Regions from separate parts of the Gossypium hirsutum genome. Here region 2 is linked to region 1. Evidence: chromatin contacts called from public Hi-C data. All regions are on one chromosome and are shown on one strand. Each heading gives the region's core, a stretch centred on a gene start, on an enhancer-like site or on the middle of the called end of the contact. The rest is flanking DNA. Distances are from core to core; before and after follow the strand shown.

Region 1 (3,362 bases), core at 636-3,135:
ATTTATGGTCTCGAAACTACTATTTCAATTTCACTGAAAACGGGCTGTTACAACTTCTATTGATGCTTTAGGAGTTGTATCAATACAATAGTGTGAAGGCAGAACCTTACACTGTTTTGGTAGTTTCAGGCCATTCAGTGCTTTTTTTTAGTCCTGAACACTTTTGGATGCTTGCAAATCCTTTCTACATGTCTTAAACATGTTATTAAAGTTCTAAGTTCGATTTTAAATATTTCCAATGATTTTATAAAAAAATTAAATATTTGATTTCTTAAATAAATCTAAGAATTTTGTCATGAATGTGCATCGCTAGCATCCCCCATCTATACCGGACCTTGGGACGGGTGAGAAATGTTACATAACATGTGAATCACACTCTATCACTCCCCAACTATAGAGATATCACCTTTATACATAAAACTAGATGACTCACCTCTAAATCCTCCTTATGAGAACTTGGATTGTAAACACTAAAGATCTATAGTTCAATTGCACTTACATAATAAGTTCCTTAATGAACAAAAAAAAGTGCTCTCAATATGCTCTTTTGCATAACTTATACAAACCTCAAAGTCTATATTAGGTTCGGCTTGCTATCATACTAGAGATTGAATACAAAACAATTCCTTGAAATTACCAACTACAACATAGTAAAGATAATGTACTAATAAAGTCCAATAAATCACACTTTGATGGAGATATAGTCATCTTAGCAAAACAACTCGATCCGAACAAATCCTCATAAGTCAAGGGTTGCATTTGATTCAATCTTCTCCAATCCAATATTCGTAGGCAACGTATTGGTTTCTATAGATAGGTTTCTATATCTTCAAAATATCAACTAAGTTAATAGCCCAAAGATTTTGTTTCATTGAATTGCCAACAAAAATAAAGCAAGTTTTACTTCACTATCGCAGTGATGGATTGCAATGGGCACTATCGAGTGCCACTCAAAATGTTAATTCATAACTTGGCTCAAAAAATTTTCATTTCACTTTCCTAACTCATTTTCGCTTTGTTAAAGTCAATTCCTATTTTTTTTTGATAAAATAATAGCAATTACACATTAACCATAGTATCCAAAGCTAAATGAAGAATTCTCTCTTTGTAATTGATCTGCTACCATTAAAGGTATATTTTGAAAAACATGTGAACCAACAGGAAATTACTTCATCAATTTAGCAAAAGCATGTGCAATCATATTAGCCTCTCTCGAGACATATTGGATCGCTGTCCTCATTGTCTTCGACACAGTTCAATAATTCTTATAGTTAAATCTCTATTCAGCTGGCCTTGAAATCTACCTTGAATGGATTTAATAGCAAAAACACAATCCATTTCAACAATGACATATTTCCATTTTGCCTTCCACGTAAATAGGAGGCCATCATAAATAGACCATAACTCAGCTTGCTCAATGTTACTTCTCCTAATGTTTCTTCCGATTCCCCAAAGCCAATTGCCACATTCATCCTTAGCCATAGCCGCCAAAGATGCTAGCCCCGAATAAGGATTATGTGCCCCATCCACATTAAATTTAATGGATCCTAGTGTAAGTGGCTTCCACTGATGATTCTGGAACATGGATAATGGATTATTAGACATACCTCTTCTATGGCATTCAACATTAGTGAGTAACCATTCTTTAAAAACCAACCAAAGGAATTGTTTGACACATTGTGGGCCATCGAAATGCCAAGCAAGCCTCTATTTTCCCTCCGTAGGATGTAAAAGATTTTTCATGAGAGAGTTATAAGTTGACTTCACCGTAAATAACCCATTAGCCGAACATCTCGAAACCAAAGCATCAGGACCAACTAATGGGCTTCGGGCAGGGATAACTGCAATATAAGAAAGGGAATTATTATCCAAAATCCTGTTTAGGTAGGACCAGTAACAATTGTCATCAGTCGCAGTCATATCTCGAAGTGTAGCCAAACAATCGATAAGATTCATATTAAGGCATAAATTAATTAGAGGACCAATATTAGTAATCTAAGTATCTGTCCAATATTTAACAAGAGTCTCGTCACCCATTGACCATCCAATGTTTTGACATAAAAGTGGCCAAATTTTTGCAAGAGATCTCCAAACAAATTAACACGAACTTCTCAAAATATCAAGTGGAACCTCATCTGTAAACTTGTACTTGGATCGAAGAACCCTGGCCCATAATGCATTTTTATTCGTGAGTAGGTTAAAATCCAATTTCAACAGAAAAGAATCATTCTGAGTCTTAAAGTTGTGAATACCTAACCCCTTATTTGACAGAGGCTGACAACAGTCTAACCATTTAACTAAGGAAAGCGTATGACTAGTTGATGATTTTCCCCAAACAAAGTCGCGAGTTATTTTTTTATGATCGTGCAAACACTTGAAGGAATCTTGACAGTTTGCATAAAGTAATTTGGAATGGCCAGAATAATTGACTAAGCAAGCGTAACTCTTCTTGCTAAAGAAAGAAGTTTAGCATTCCATCCATCTAGTTTCCTTCAAACCTTATCAATCATAAATTTGAAAGTACTAGTTGTCACCTGTTGATGGAACAAAGGCATGCCCAAATAAGTTCCCAAATCAGTTGTTGCTTTAAACCCAGGAACAGTACAGATTTCGGCAACAGCATCGGAGGCAACATTTTTGGAGAAGAAAACATTTGTTTTTTTAGTGTTAACCTTATGTCCCAATGCCAAACCAAAAATCTCCAAAACTTCCCTTATCGTTCTTGCTTGATCCATATTTTTTTTGTAAAAAAAAAAAGAGGTAATCAACAAAAAAAATGTGTGAAATTTTTGGACCATTCTTCCCTAAAGAAATAGGCCTCCAAGATTTATCATCCACCTCTTTATGGATAAGATGTCCCAACCTTTCCATACAAAGAACAAAAAGATATGGTGAAAGTAGACAGCCTTGATGTAAACTTTTTAATGGACTGAACACATCTAAAAGGTTACCATTCCACACAACCTGCAAAGAAACAGAAGATGAGCATTCCATGATAACTCTCACCAACAACATAGGAAAACCAACACCCAAGAAAGTGTCTTCAATAAAATCCCATTGGGTTTGATCGTACGCTTTTTCCAGGTCTACTTTTATAGCCATCCAACCCTTCTTTCCTTTCATGATACGCATCGAATGCACTATCTCTTGAGCCACAATTATGTTGTCTGTAATATATCTTCCAGTAATAAAGCTCACTTGATTTTGTGCAATAAGTGAAGGAAAAATAGGCTTGAGTCGATTAGCAATAATCTTTGTCACAATCTTAAGTAAAACATTACAGAGAATTATTGGGCAAAATTGAGAAATGGAATCAGGACTTTGGTTTTTTGGAATAAGAACCAAAAGAGTTCTGTTAATAC
Region 2 (3,362 bases), core at 560-3,059, 150 kb before region 1:
TTCGAAAGTGAGCAACTAAAGACAATTAATCCTGACGTTAATATTTTCCAACAATTGTTCACGATTTTGATTGGTATAATAATAAATTTAACCCACAATGTTTACACATTCTATCAATTTGGTCCTAATTAACAAATTTATCCTCCCACATTTGTGTAAATGTGTAAATATTGAGGCTAAGTTTTTTGAATTTTTTAGAATTAAGGCCAAAATGACAAAATATATAAACATTGATTCTAAATTTGTCATTATACCAATCAAAATCATATACAATTGATGGAAGACATTAACTCTGTGATTAATTGTCTTTATTTGCTCTAAATTTTTTTAAGAAAGACTAATTTGCTTAATTTCGAAATTGAAAAGGATTCAAAAGGTAATTAAAAAAAACTCTTGGTTTTAATCGGTTAACATGAGCTTCAAAGGAAAGAGAGAGATTTCTCCGGGTTTTCAATTCCATGACTTATTTTAGGGATTTGTTTAAGTAAAAACCATTTTAATTGCTATTGTTCGTTATTATGTCTTTTTTTTTTTTTAATTCCTTGAGGTTTTGTGAAGATTTGATATGTTTGTACTTGATTTTCTATGCTTCGATATTTATGTATTACTAAAAAGAGAACGCTTTTAGTGAACCTATTAAAATAATGTGCAGGTTAATTTGAATATGGACATTTATTTATCTAAATTTATTTTGAATATGAAATAATTTTTATATTTTTTTTATAAATTTATACATTTTAAAGATTTTTTTTATCTTTTTATTTATTTGTTATATGTTATAATTTTAAACTCCACGCGTTGTTGTGTTATTAGTTATTAATGTCACTTCATCACATTTCAATATTGTTATAGTAAAAGTGTAACGGATTTAATTAAAATTTTAAAAAGAAAATTAATAAGTGACTAGGTTAACGCAAATTAGAATCCCAATTTTGTTAATTAGGCCCATAATTTAGAAGACCAATTGGGTTGGTTTATGCTTGAAAGTCTAGCCCAGTAATGCTATATTTTTGTTTAGCCATTTTAGGAAGAGTATGGCCTCATTAGGTTCTAGAAACTGGACCATAGTAGCGCATAGCTCATATGCAGGCCTACAAGTCCTGATGGTATGCAAATAATAAATGAATTTTCATCTAATTAGATTAAAGTTAACTGTAAATATGCATCCAATAACTGTAACAGTAAAATTTATCCATTGAATGAGCCATTCTTTCAACCAAACTAATGAATCATGCATCGTTCATCGTTCATCACTGAATAAGGGAAATGGCTCATTCAATGGAATGGTCTACTCTTTTTCATTTTATAGTTGATATAAAAAAATAACTAATTCCTACAACATTGAATAGCAAATATATATATATTTTTAGATTCACCTTTAAAAATATTTTGTATAATTAAATAAATAATATAACATATCATATTAAATAAAAATTTAAATTATATTATATTAAATATAATTATATAAATAATAAAATATAATTTCATAATTTTAATAAAAAATATTTTATCACTTAAATATAGAGGTCGGGTTGAACTATGACTCGATTTAAAAAAAATCAAATCTGGGCTCATTTTTAGGTCGACCCAACCCAACATGTTTGCACGTTTCACTGTTCAAATACTAATAAAAAATAATTTTATTCCTTTATAATTAAACTTAAACTTTAAATTATTTTTATTATTTAGACTGAACTCAGGTCGAACTTAGCAATTTTAGAAACAAAGATCTTTTTTCAAGTCTGACCCAAGTCAAGTTAAGCCTACTACACTATGTGGGCCATTCGATTCATGGATAAATCTAGTTATATATATTTAAATATTTTACAATAAAATATATCATTTAGCATGAGCTGAGTTGCAATACCTTTGGATACCTTCAAACTAAACGATCATGACCTATCTTCGTCGAGACCTGCGTACACAAGAAACACATTTCCACGCTAGGCATTAAATGGTTAATGGTACTAGCACAATTTGAATTGAAAATAATAAAACATTTAAACAATCAAACATGCTAATAAATCACTTTGCTAAATTAATAAGTTAACATCACTTCTCAACACGTCATTTATAAATAATTACATCATGTTAAATCCCATGTTTCAAAAGATTATGTAGACAAAGCTCAACATCACGAAGAAAGAGTTGGAAAAACAGTTGTTTCAACTTAATGAAGAAGTTCTTACAGACGAGATTCTAGGGGATATTGTGGAGACAAAGCTGTAAATTAATATGCAGGTGGACAGAGAGGAGCTTTATTGGGAACAGAGAGCTCAAGCAAATTGGCTGAAAAATAGGGATAGGAATACCCATTTTTTCACCAATCAGCAACGGATCAGAGTAGGAAGAACAAGGTGGAAGAATTAGTGGATGGCGAGGGTAATAGTTATGCGAACAATGATGCTTTATTACAGTTGGCCACTGATTATTTTACTTCTTTATTTACAGCGAAAAGTGTTGGAGATCCAAGCTCAATTTTGGAAGGTGTTGAGCCATGTATTTCTTAACAGATGAACGAGGACCTTGAGAAGGAGTTTACATATGAAGAGGTGTGTTCAACTCTTAAAGCCAAGAGCCCGTTAAAAGCTTCTAGCGAAGATGGGATAGGGGCGATTTTCTACCAAAGGTTTTGGCATATTGTGGGTAAAGATGTAGCTAATTTCTGTATTGAGACGATGCAGGGGTTGATAATATGGCTGAAATTAACAATACAAGAATTGTTTTAATTCCCAAGGTCAGTTCTCCTCGGTGCATGACTCAACTTAGACCTATTAGTCTTTGTAATATTTTATATAAAATCATTTCAAAGATGTTGGTGAATAGGTTTCAAAAGATACTCCATGTATGTATTGATGAAGCACAGAGTGCTTTTGTACCGGGAAGACTCATTACGGATAATATCATAGCTGCATATGAAACTTTACATTCTATGAAGAGAAAACGTATTGGGAGGAAAGGGTTATTTGCGTTAAAACTAGATATGAGTAAAGCTTATGACCGGGTTGAATGGAATTTTGTGCATGTTATGCTTCGAAGGACAGGGTTTTCGGATAGGTGGATTGAGAAAGTTATGGGTTGTTTGACATTGGTCTCGTATTCTGTGGGTATGAATGGGAAGGCGTGTGAGTTATTTTTCCCGTCACGAGGCCTTCGCCAAGGGGACCCTATTAGTCCTTATTTATTCCTTATATGTGGTGAAGGATTGTCGACTCTTCTTAGAAGGGCTGTGTCAAGGGGAGTTCTAAATGGCTTTCGGGTTAGTAGGCAAGCCCCATAAATCACCCATTTGTTTTTTTGCAAATGATAGCCTTTTCTTTGGAGATGCGTCTATCAATGGAGCAATGGTGATCAAAGAAATT

What was found. Hi-C and Micro-C count contacts between places; a contact is called where the count stands out from the background.
Region 2: a Hi-C map of leaf shows a contact between it and region 1, with 2.8 times the contacts expected there. The contact joins two enhancer-like sites. A contact is called at or near these places in 13 of 34 Hi-C or Micro-C datasets (callus, leaf and petal).

What each region holds. Positions count from the first base shown.
Region 1 is chrD01:49,614,069-49,617,430 of Gossypium_hirsutum_v2.1, reverse strand. No RefSeq gene overlaps it. Among protein-coding and RNA genes, the nearest start is that of LOC107921421, 8.1 kb to the left of the region's middle. Within about 2 kb of position 1,885, at least 5 of the 9 cell types and tissues checked have an H3K27ac peak or open chromatin away from gene starts, as enhancers often do.
Region 2 is chrD01:49,766,883-49,770,244 of Gossypium_hirsutum_v2.1, reverse strand. LOC107921293 (a long non-coding RNA gene) reads right to left here. Exons shown (of 4, transcript XR_001691007.2): 4 at 260-1,915. It also overlaps the pseudogene LOC107921328. Among protein-coding and RNA genes, the nearest start is that of LOC107921293, 3.9 kb to the right of the region's middle. Within about 2 kb of position 1,809, at least 3 of the 9 cell types and tissues checked have an H3K27ac peak or open chromatin away from gene starts, as enhancers often do.